Linked DNA regions of Mus musculus: region 1 is linked to region 2. Evidence: chromatin contacts called from public promoter capture Hi-C data. All regions are on one chromosome and are shown on one strand. The core of a region is the stretch at or near the end of the contact, and the rest is flanking DNA. Distances in the headings are between cores, read along the strand shown.

Evidence for each region. Promoter capture Hi-C pulls out the DNA fragments that hold promoters and counts their contacts.
Region 1: a promoter capture Hi-C map of macrophages shows a contact between it and region 2, with 5 read pairs. The contact joins the enhancer-like site here to the promoter of Ybx2 in region 2. A contact is called at or near these places in 29 of 39 promoter capture datasets (the 3T3-L1 cell line, 3T3-L1-derived adipocytes, the C10 cell line and 17 more), 2 of 15 datasets of contacts at CTCF or cohesin (the NIH/3T3 cell line and embryonic stem cells), 42 of 484 Hi-C or Micro-C datasets (3T3-L1-derived adipocytes, the AML12 cell line, B cells and 22 more), 12 of 115 datasets of contacts at active chromatin or transcription factors (the SCID.adh cell line, astrocytes, bone marrow-derived dendritic cells and 8 more) and 2 of 9 other capture datasets (liver and macrophages).

What each region holds. Positions count from the first base shown.
Region 1 is chr11:70,190,068-70,195,605 of GRCm38.p6, reverse strand. No RefSeq gene overlaps it. Among named protein-coding and RNA genes, the nearest start is that of Slc16a11, 21 kb to the left of the region's middle. Within about 2 kb of position 3,290, at least 50 of the 459 cell types and tissues checked have an H3K27ac peak or open chromatin away from gene starts, as enhancers often do. A contact at or near this core is called in the C2C12 cell line, CD8 T cells, the NIH/3T3 cell line and 3 more, where this site is marked.
Region 2 is chr11:69,932,912-69,938,942 of GRCm38.p6, reverse strand. It overlaps Ybx2 (Y box protein 2), which reads right to left and starts at 3,044. Exons shown (of 9, transcript NM_016875.3): 1 at 2,695-3,044; 2 at 1,983-2,046; 3 at 568-601. The coding sequence starts at 2,968.

The sequences.
Region 1 (5,538 bases), core at 2,041-4,540, 260 kb before region 2:
TACAGAAATAAAGAAGACTGGACTAATACAAAGGCATTGGCATCAAAGCACACACTTTCAAGAAAGTGCAGTCAAGGGCTGGAAAGATGGCTCAAGTCATTATGCTCTTCAGCGGACCTGGGGTTGGTTCTCAGCACCTCTATCAGACAGCTCAGAGCTGCCTGTAACTCCGACTTCAGGAGGTCTGGCGCTCTCTACTGGTGTCTACAGGAAACTGCATTTGAGTGCACACACACACACACACACACACAATTAAGAATAAAAATGAAGCTGGCCTTAGTGAAACACACGTTTGATCTCAGTACTTGGGAGGCAGAAGCAGGCAGATCTCTGTGAGTTTGAGGCCAGCCTGGGACAGAGTGAGCTCTGGAACAGTCAGGACTACACAGAAAGAAAGATCCAGTCAAAAACAAACCAAAAACTCCACTAAACCCAATAACAACAACAATAACAATAACAAATAATGTAAGAAAAAAGTCATTATCTTGTTCTAATTTAGCATTAAAACAAAAAACCTCAGGTTGAGTGGTTTACAGAAAATTATTTATCAAGCTCTGGAAGCTGAGACCTATAGAATCAAGTCACTAATAGGTCAGATATATGATGGGGGTTCACATTCCAGTCCATGATGTCTTCTTATGTATTCTAATATACAGAAGGAAGCCGGGGAGCGCTGTAAGGTTTCCTTCAGACCAGCACCAACCTCATTCCCGGAACCATGCCTATGACCTCGTCACTTCCAAACACAGTCGCACTGTGTCTTAGGGTGTTAGATGTGAAACATTAGGGGTTGGAAGGAACATAAACAAATATTCAATCTATAGCACTGTAGACATCAATAAAGCCAAGCGGGGCTGGGGAAATGACCCAGTGTGCAAAGTGCCCGCTGTGCAAAGGTGAGGCTGGAGTCTGGATGCTCATTTACCTATATCTGAACCCCAGAACTTTCAAGGGAAGGAGACGGGCAGATTCCTGCAGCTCACTGGCCAACCAGTTTAGCTTACCAGTGAGTTCTCCCACATATCAGTGGGAGACTCCATCTCAAAGAAGGAGGAGAAGAGGGAGGAGGAGGAGAGTGATAAAGACATCCAGTGTCAATCTCTGACCTCCACATATGCATGCATGAAAACTGAAATGCACAAACACACACACATACACACACCACACACATATCACACACATACACCACACCATACATACAACATACACATTCACAGTATACACACACAGCACACATGCACACAACACACACACACACACACACACACACACACACAAACAGTCAAGCCAAGTTCAGAAATACAGCCGTTTGCTTGTCAGTGGCTCAATGTCATAACTAAGGAACTAGGAGCTTTCCCAAATGTTTAGTCTTCACCCTGACTGTTTCTACTTTCCCCCTCTTAGTCACTACATTGCTTGCTGCTGTCTCAGACATAGCATTCGGAACCAATGATGCGCTAAGGAACATGAAAGCATTTCTTCTAGTGTGTCCTCCTCAGAGGTAAAGATACCTTCCTTCCCAGCCGGTATCCCTTGGCTCAGGGCCAGGAATTTACCACATCTCTATGCTTAAACCCGCCAGGGACTGGGTTGATGAGAACAGCTGGGGTTCCTGTCAGGCCCTAGCTCTGGGACTGAAACAGAGACAGCCTCATCTGAAGTTCATAACTGTACGGAGTTATGGAGTAGGGTGGATCCCTAAATACTTAAGGGACTGATGGTAAGAATGAAAACATTGTGGATCATGTTGCATAAAAGAGAGACAGACAGACAGACAGACAGACTTTGGCTGAGTCACGTATGAACTGCCCACTGGGACCTGAAAGGACACACAGAGAAGCTGAAAAGAAAGACGGCCTGAGAAGAGCACATTCCTGGCCGTCTGTTTCCTTGCCTGACTGGTCTGGAACTCAGATCCATCTGCCTCTGGCTTTTCAGTGATAGATCAAAAGCAGGTGGCACCATGCCTGGACTTTTGTTATTATTAACGTGATTTGTTTTCTCTGATAATAAATGACCAACTCTGCCCTCTCCCGACACACACACATCCAGAGTCTTAAGTAACTGTTGTATTAGGAAGAACCTGACCTCAGAGGCAGGAAATGGGCAACAATGTAGCAACCATAATGTGTCTCTTCCTGGCCTAGACAACAACAGCCACATTCCCAATGGTCTCTTGGCCTCCAGCCGGACTCTACAGTCCAAACTCTTTACTGCCACAAAGTGAGTTTTTCAGTAGTCAGTTCTGCCCTTAGTACAGAGTCCTAATTCCTTAACCAGCAACTCAGAATCCTTCATCATATTAACACTGGTCATCCTTGGGGTTCCCCCTCCAGTACCCTCAGCTTCAGCCTTGATAGTTAGGACCGGAGTTGAAGGATAAACAGCAAGACTTGTTTTAAAATTAGATGTAGCGCCAAACCAATAAATTCTGAGGTGCTGAATGGGTTTCAGCAGCCATGGTCTGATTAAAAGAACAAGGGGCTGGAGAGAGAATGCAGTGGCTAAGACTGCTGGTTGCTCTTGGGAAGGACACAAGTTCAGTCCCAGCACCCACCTCACAGCTCATAATCATCTGTAACTCCAGCTCAGTGCCAGGGGATCTGCGGCCTCGTCTGCCTCCATGGGCACTACACATGTGTGATCCATAGATATACATGCAGGCAAGACACACGCATAAAATAAAATAATGAATTTTTAAGGAAATTTTTTAGTAAGAAAGAATAGAACTAACTAAACTAGGTCTATTAGGAAATTTGTTAAATCAATAGAGGTAATTTCCTTAAAAAGAAGAAATTACCAAATCTACTGAACTTAAATAAAAAATAAGCACGATGCTCCACATACCTTCTATTCATCAACAATTTCTAGAAATTCTAGTAAGTATAAAAATACATAATTATAGACTACACACCTAGGAAATATAAAAATATAAGGTACATAAACTAATCTATATATATATATATATATATATAGTATAAAATAGCAGAATTAATAAAATTTTACAAGATGGCTGAATACAAGCCCTGTACGCGTAAAACAGTACCTTTAATTCCCTATGCTAACAACAGGACAACTAACTTTCTTGGAACCCTCCTACTGCAGAACTACCTAAGGTAGGTTAAAAAGAAAGAAAAGTGCCGTTTAAGTTAGCAACTCAGCTATAAAGAAAGCAGTGGGATTTTTTTTTTTTTTTTTTTTTTTTTTTTTGTCTAAAGCATGAATCACAAGCCACAGAGGCTGGGGCATAAGAGCCCACGAACACAGTGGAGCCAAGGGCATTCCCATGTGGCTTATGAAAGACAAGATGGAGGCTGGCTGATGATAGAAAGTTCAGAAATGACTACAGAGTGGGCAAAAGAAACCTGTTTGCCTTATCCCCACCACTGGGCAGAGAAAGACAAGCCATATCATAAAAATTCAGAACTAGTGCCGGGTGTGGAGACACGTGCTTTAACCCCAGCGCTTGGGAGACGGAGTGGTAGGTGGATCTCAGTGAATTTGAGGCCACCTGGGTCCACATAAGTTCCAGGCCAGCCAGGGTAACATAGAGAAACTATCTCAAAAAACAGCAACAGCAGCAGCAGCAGCAACAGCAGTGACTACATAACTGGAAATGCCCACTCCAAATCAGATCAGGGCCCACCCATCTGACACATCTGAGATCCCAGATACCCATGGCAGAGCATCTATAGTAAGGTCCTGCCAGATTGGACAGGTCCCAGGCACCGGCTGAAGCAAGCATGAGCCCTCTCTGGAGGAAGATTCCATCAAAGCTTTCTTGACAACTTTTAAAGAGACAGATTTCTAGAACCAAGCGTTTACAGCTCAGAAACGCACAATGCTCTCTCTGTGTCTCTGTCTCTGTGTCTCTGTCTCTGACTCTCTCTCTCTGTCTCTCCATACACACACACACACAACACACACAAGACTAGGCAAGACAAATCAGCAATAAGAAGTGGCAGAATGAGGCCCACGTGGAATTTAGTGACTTGAATTTTAGAGAGAATAAAAATAAACACATTATATAAGTAAATAGAATAAAACTTGAAAATGTGAGCTAGAGGTCATTGTCAAAAAGGTGAGCAGGCTCGCTCTGGTGGACTAGTGGGGCCACATGCCCATGGTAGCCAAGGAGAGGGCTGTGAGCATGCGTGCAGTGGATCACTTCTGCTTAGAGGAGTGGGGCCTCCTCTGGTTCTAAATGGAAGATCCAGAGTGTGACTCATTGCTTCCTATGCTGACATTCATAAAAGGCATGGTCTGGCTGTTACAAAGTCGGGAGAACCGGCTTCCAACTCCAGGCACGGAAGCTAGTGTGAGCATCAAATAGGAAAACTCAGACTGTATGAAACGTAATTTTTCTTTGCCACCCCCCCCCTTTTTTTTTTCCTGAGATGGGGTCTCTTTATGTAGTCCTGGCTGTCCTGGAGCTCATAATATAGACCAAGCTGGCCTCTAATTCAGAGATCCTCTTGCCTCTGCCTCCTGAGAGCTGGGATTAAAGAAGTGCACCACCACCATGCCTGGCTTTCCCTCTGACTTTGGTAAGAGTGATGGACATGACATGACCTTTAAAGAAGAGAGATGGCTCCGTGGTTTAGAGCCCTTGCTGCTCTTGCAGAAGACCCAGATCTAATTCCCAGAATCTACATGAAGGCTCATTGCAACCTCAGTTCCAGGGATTTCTGATCTCCGCAGTCACCGGCATGCACACAGTACACACACCTACAGGCAAAATGTTCAGGTGCACAAAATTAAATAATTAAGAAAAGGAAAATCCTGCTGTGTGTGTGGTGGCAGAGGACAGCGAAAACAAAAGGGAAGGATTCCAACCTATACTGAGAATTGGATTAAGACCTCAGTGTGGACTCCATAGCAGTGAGGCGGAACAGGAAATGTTTTTGAGATGAACAGAGGTAGCCAAAGGGCAAAGAGATCACTTCTGTTCTTGTGGTCTCATTGCAGTCAGCAGAGCCTCAAGAGGAGGAGAGCTCGGGGCATGGTGGCGCACGCCTTTAATCCCAGCACTTGGTAGGCAGAGGCAGGCAGATTTCTGAGTTCAAGGACAGCCTGGTCTACAGAGTGAGTTCCAGGATAGCCAGGGCTGCACAAAGAAACCCTGTCTTGAAAAGAAAAAGGAAGGAAGGAAGGAAGGAAGGAAGGAAGGAAGGAAGGAAGGAAGGAAGGAAGGAAAGAAGGAAGGAAGAAAAAGAGGAGGAGAGCTCAGCCTCTTTGCTGAGCTTTGCTGATACAAAGAAACAATGGGTTTTAGGGGGTTTTGATTTTTTGCAACAGATATGATTACAATTTTTTTTTAACCAAGGTTAAAAGCTACTTAGTTTATATGTGTCCTATGTGACTTTCTGAAACATTCTCTCTCCATTCTTAGTTTCAGTTCTCCATGCTTAGGTATGTTTAGGGTATGTGTGTACTCTTTAGACTCGGCTGATGTTAATGGTTGTAGCTATCCCTTAGTGTTCTAAAGAGAGAGTGAATCCATCCATTTTCTTTTGCTTTAAAAGGTATATGAGCCAG
Region 2 (6,031 bases), core at 1,795-4,294:
GGAACTCAGGAGCAAAACAGGCTGAAGAACATCTCAAGTTGCAAAGTGGGTGAAACGTGCTGTGCTTCTTACCTCGATCCCACCGAGCACTTCCACCACAGCAGTGGTTCTCAAACTAGCATCAGAATCACCTGGGAGCGGGTCAAAACTGAGTGCCCAGGCCCCGCCCCGCCCCGAGGCGGATTAATTCAGTGGCTTGGGGCGGGGCCTGAGGATTCAGGTGATGCTGCTGCTGGCCCACAGAACACACTGAGACTCACTGCACCCAAGTGTCTCTGGCCTTTCCCTCAGAAAATTGCCTGATTCCTTCCTGTGGTGTTAACAGGTCCCAGGAGGTGGTGGGCATGCCATGCCCTGAGGGCAGCACACACACCTCTGACAGCTGTTTAGCAACTCAATGAAAGTTGGGTTAATGGTGGTTCATACAGGCACCTGAGGCAGCTGGGAAGCCAGCTATAGGCAGGCTACTGTGAGGAGCCAGAGAAATACATTGTGTGCAGCTAGGGTTATGGCAAAGGCTTCCAGAGAGGGAGAAGCCTCCCCTCAGAAAGGCAGCCTAGCTCTTACCTGGTGAACAAAGACATCCTCCTTGGTGTCATTCCTGCAGAACAGGATGGGTTGTTAAGGGGGTGATGGGCAAGGCACTCAGTTCCACCGAGGCCTCCCTAGCTGCCCATCCCCAAGATGGGCCCAGCCTCTCCACTACCCCAGTTCCTGGGGGCATGATGGGACCCTGGGAGCAAGAACAGCAAGCCACCAGGGCTCTAAAAGCTGGTACAAAGAGAGGCCCACTGTAAATCCACAGTGAGGGGCGTGGACTTCCTAAGAAAAGGTAGGAGGTGGTGGTAAAGGCACCTTGAAGGAGCCAGGACAGCGTCACCTTCTACCCCAGAGGCACCTCAGAACCTGCTGGTGCCAGGTCCAACCGTCCCTGGCCAATGTCCCCTTCTCCCTCCAACCCCTGTTGGGGTTGGAAAATTCCACAGGCTCCTTCCTTCTATGTTCAAGGAGGGAGAAAGCAGGGACAGGGACAGGGGTATACAACTGTGAGAAGAGAACACGACATTAGGAGCATTCTGCAACCAGACACAAAGCCTTAGCCGCCCTTAGCCTAGAGAACCACAAGCTCTCCACACAAGCTGAACAAGGGCGAAAGGACATACTCTCAGTCTCTGTCACCACCTTGCCTATGACTCTGGTTTAGTCCCAGGACAGGGGAGAGGAGGACTCCTTGCAGGAAGCTGCCATCCCTAGAACAAATGTTCTAGTTTTAAAGAACTTGGATCTGCACAAAGGTCAGCCTGTAAAGAGGGAACTGAGGCTCCCAGGAGGGCTTGGCTGGGCAGGGTGCCTGAGCAGGGGAAGGCCAGAGTAGGGGGCGGGGGGTGGGGTGTGTGGGGGGGGTGCTGGCTCTACTAGGTCAGAATCTGCTCCAGCCTTTCCCAGAGCTTGGAAGGGGTGGGGCTGCAGCTGAAGCAAAGCCTTCTCAGCCTGGGCAGGCGCTCTCTTGCTCCGCACACACCAGCTTCAGTTCTATCCTTTAGGGGTGGGTGGTGCGTGGTTCAAATGAGCCACAGCTCTTTAAGGGATAGAAGTTGTGAGGGTGCCAGTAGTGTTGCCCTAAACCAGGAAATCAGTGAGGACTCCAACCAGGAGCCCCAAACATTCTACCCCAAAGGCACACAGCATGCTAAAAATAATGCAGCAACTCCAGAAGGTGAGACAGAAGAGCTGGGAAGGTCAGGGGCAGGTTTGCCAAGTTCCTGGATCATTAAGCCTCTGCTGCCCTTGAAGATGTGGGTGCAGCCTCTCCTTGCCAGTAAGCATACATTTGTGTTGTGGTTAAAGACTTTCAACTAGCCTCAGCTGGACATCACAACCATGTGCCTTGGCAGGGGTAGAGATGAAATAAGGTGTCCAATCCCACAGGTCAGTTCGGAAAAAGACACCCGTTCCTCCCCCTCCCTGGGTTCCTCGGATACCTGTTGATGAATCCGTAACCATTCCGGACGTTGAACCATTTGACTGTGCCCAGGACTTGGATTGCTGCCAGGCAGAGATGCAGTGGGGATAGTAAGATGGGGGAAGAGACGGGAGTTGGGCTGAGTTTTGAGAGAAAACTAAGCTAAAACCTAACCTGCCTCCCTAATAAGCTGCGAGTCAACCAGACTTCGCTGGAAGTGTCAAAGTACTCTTAACCCTCTTTCTAAGTGGAAAAACACACAGGGGGGTTTCAGGCTCTCAAACCCACGTTCCTCACATCCTACGGAGTTCAGGTCTTTCACCTAGAACCGGGTACTCACCTGGTCCACCCTCAGGGTCAAAACTCAACAGCCGTTCTAGCCCTCCTAAATTTAAGAGACCCCATCCACCTGCCTCCCAAGCTCAGAGGTTTACCTAACAAGAACCGGAGTCAACTACACCAAGTATCCCGCAAACAGGGGTGTGGCCAGACCCGGAGGTTTTTATTTTCCTACCCAAAGCCTTAGCTGAACCTGCCTGCCCCGCCCTCCGGCTCATGAAGGTGCGGCAAGATTTCCCTCCAGCGGAATCCACTAATAGTTTATTCGGCAGCTCCGGGACTAGTTATGATTAGTCCTTCGGGCCAGGCCTACCTTCGGCTTTCCAGACCCCGCTGCCCCTCCCCCAGCCCGCCGACCCTGAGAGCCGCCCTAGCGCGTGCCCCCCCCTCACCCAGCACCGGCTTGTCCGCCTGACTCCGGGCCGGGGGCGCGGGAGTCCCCGAGGCCGCCGTCGCCTGGTTGCCAGGGGTGCGAGGGCCGGGCGCTGAGGGGGTCCCAGCAGCGGGGCCAGAGGCGGCTCCGCCCCCGCCGCCCGCCCCGCCGCCTGCTTTCTGCGGCTCTCCCGCGGGCACCGGTACCACCACCGCTACCACCCCCGCCGCCGTCGCGGGCACCGTCGCCGCGGGGGCCGCTGTCGCCACCACTGACGCCTCCGCCTCGCTCATCCCGCCGGGTCCAGTACCGGCCCCCGCCGCCACCGCCTCCTCCGCCGCTGCCACCACCACCACCCCGGCCCCTCCCCCCGGCTCGCGGACCGGCCACCCGGCTCGGTCCTCGCGCCCCGAGCCTCGCCCGCACGCCTGCCGCGGGCCCTGAGCCGAGGCCAATCGCAGTCGGCTGAAGCGGCGCGCTCAGGTCCCGCCTCCCGGCCGCCGGCCAATCGTAGCCGCGCAGCCCCCCAGGCCCGCACGCCAGCCCCGCCTCCCGGACTCCGCTCTAAAGCTGCGGCCCCCTCCCGCAACTCCGTAAGTACACCTGAGCCCCACCTCCCCGCCGCCACGTGATGCCCTCGGCCCAGCCCATTGGCTAATGGCTCATTTCCCCTCCCCCTCCGCCCCTTTCCACCGGCCGCGGGAAATCAAACCGGCTGGTGGCGCCTCAACGGCCACCTGGTTTCTGTGCGCAAGGCGGGGCCGGGGCGAGCCTCCAAGGTTGCCCCTGACGACCCGGGTGGGGGTAGCGGCCGGCAGCCGCGGTTCTGCAGTGAGGGGGGCCCGCTGACCTCCACTCTTCAGACGGTCGGTGCCCGAACTCTCCACCCACTACCGCCCTGGGTACCTTCCCACACAGAACGTCCACGCACACTCCAGGGCAGGCACAGTGGCTGTCACAAGCAGAAACCTCTCGTTTTTATGTTTTGAAACAAGGTCTGTGTAGCACAGCCTGGCCTTGAGCTCCTGATCCTCTTGCTTTCGCCTCCCCAGTGCAGCCTTACTGAGTTCGAAGTCAGCTTGGATCATATAGTGAGTTCCAGGACAGTTTGGGCTACACTGAGAGGCAATGTCTCAAGAAATGAGAAAAAAAGAAACAAAGCAACATTTACAGATTTAGAACAAAGCGCAGCTCTTTTCTTAGTTTTAATAAAATATCCATACATGTAGCCAACACCCTAAGATACCTTCTTTATAGGTTATGTATGGTAGATAGCACCTGTAATTCCAGCACTCTGAAAGCCAAGGAAGGAAGATTCACTAGTTGAGGCCAGGTAGAGCTCATGTGTTAAACAAACTAAAGTTCGTTATTTTTGCTCCAGGAAAGTCCTTTTAAGCCTTCTCTGGCCTCCTGACCCTCTTGCCGCAGTTCTGGTGTCTCCCATCAAGTACTTCAGATTTTCTTAGGTTCAGGATTGCAGGACCAGCTTTGTATAAGCTGTTTGCTTAAAACTTGCTATCTTTGCGTCTCGTGGCCGGGGGTGGGAGGAGTGTCTCTTCAAGTATCAACTAACCTATCTTATCGTGACTTTTTAAAAAATATGAAATGGTTTTGACCCTTTATTTCCTTTAATGTTCTGAACACACATTAGGCAGTAAACGCCACAGCAGTAACTCTTTTGTCTCAGCACCTGGAACAACGCATCACCGATCAGAATAAGTGTTGGTTCCCAATCTGCAGACGGCTCTAAGTCACTCTTTCCGAGGGCCGCCTCCTTCACATGAGAGGACATGGGCGACACTAAACAGAGATCATATTTATCCCACTGGGAGTAGCACGAGTGAGCCGCTGAGTTTGTCCGCGCTCCCCAAGTGAGCTCTGGCGGTGCCCGCTACGCGGATAGCCCCGTATGATCTCTCTCCCTGTCCCAGCGCGCCCTCTGCTGGCCTCTCCTGGGGTCCACCTAGTCATAATTTCAACAGCAAACTTGCCCACCGCACCCCTCTGGTCCTTTAAGAGCTGAGGATTGGAATTTTTAGGGCATCAGGCAGAGTGAATACAAAAAGAGAAGAGACAAGAAAAGAACCAAGTCTCCAGGGAGGCAGTAGGTGCGCAGAAATGACCGCTTCCTTATACTGTTAAAGCTTCTAACTCTAACCCTGACCCCGAAAAGAGAGAGATCCTAGTTGAGGAAAGCAATCTCACTGCTGTAACAGAAGACTCAGAAAGGTGTCAAAGGTACGGAGGAGTTCAGATGTGGGCTGAATAATGAGTGGGAGAACGAGAGGAAGCCCACAAGCGGAGGTGAGCCCTTTTTGTATTAAGATTAAGAAACTGGGGGCTGGTGAGATGGCTCAGTGGGTAGGAGCACTGACTGCTCTTCCAAAGGTCCTGAGTTCATATCCCAGCAACCACATGGTGGCTCACAACCACCCATAAAACCACCCATAATGAGATCTGACGCCCTCTTCTGGTGTGTCTGAAGACAGCTACAGTGTACTTATGTATAATAATAAATAAGTCTGCCGGGCAGTGGTGCGCGCGCCTTTAATTCCAGCCCTTGGGAAGCAGAGGCAGGCGGATTTCTGAGTTCGAGGCCAGAACTCAGAAATCCGCCTGCCTTTGCCTACCAAGTGCTGGGATTAAAGGCATGCGCCACCATGCCCGGCAACTATTTTTAATAAAATAAAAATGAGTTGTGGTGGGCTGAAGAGATAGCTTAGTGGTTAAGAGAACTGACTGCTCTTTCAAAGGCCCTGAGTTTAATTCCCAGCAACCACATGTGATGGCTCACAACCATCTGTAATGGGAGCCGATGCCCTCTTCTGGTGTGTCTGAACACAGTGATTCCTCACATATATTAAATAAATAAATAAATCTTTTTAAAAAATGGGTTGTGGCGCTGGGCTTTGCACATGTTAGACAAACACTCTACCGTTGAGCTATAACCCAGCCTCTCAAACTGTTTAACTGGTTTTTCAGTTTGGTTGTTTTGAGATAAGATCTCTCTCTGGAGACCAGGCTGGCCTTGAACCACCTGCTTCTGTTTCTTGAGTGCCTAGATTAAAGATATGTGCTACTATGAAGCAGAGGCTCTTTTTTTTTTCCACCTAAGATATTTGTGGATGACTTTTTTTCTTCCTGGCTAACTGTCCCACTGAGCTATATACCCGAACTTTCCTGCCCATTTTTTATATTTTTTTTTTCTTCTGAAGACTGAGTCTCATTAAGCTGCTCAAGTTGGCCTTTAACTCTTTCTGAAATCTAGGTAGAACTTGACCTCTTGACCTTCCTGCCTCAGGTACTGAGTGAGTTCCTAGACTTTCCCAACACTTACCCCTTCCACAACCCAAGCT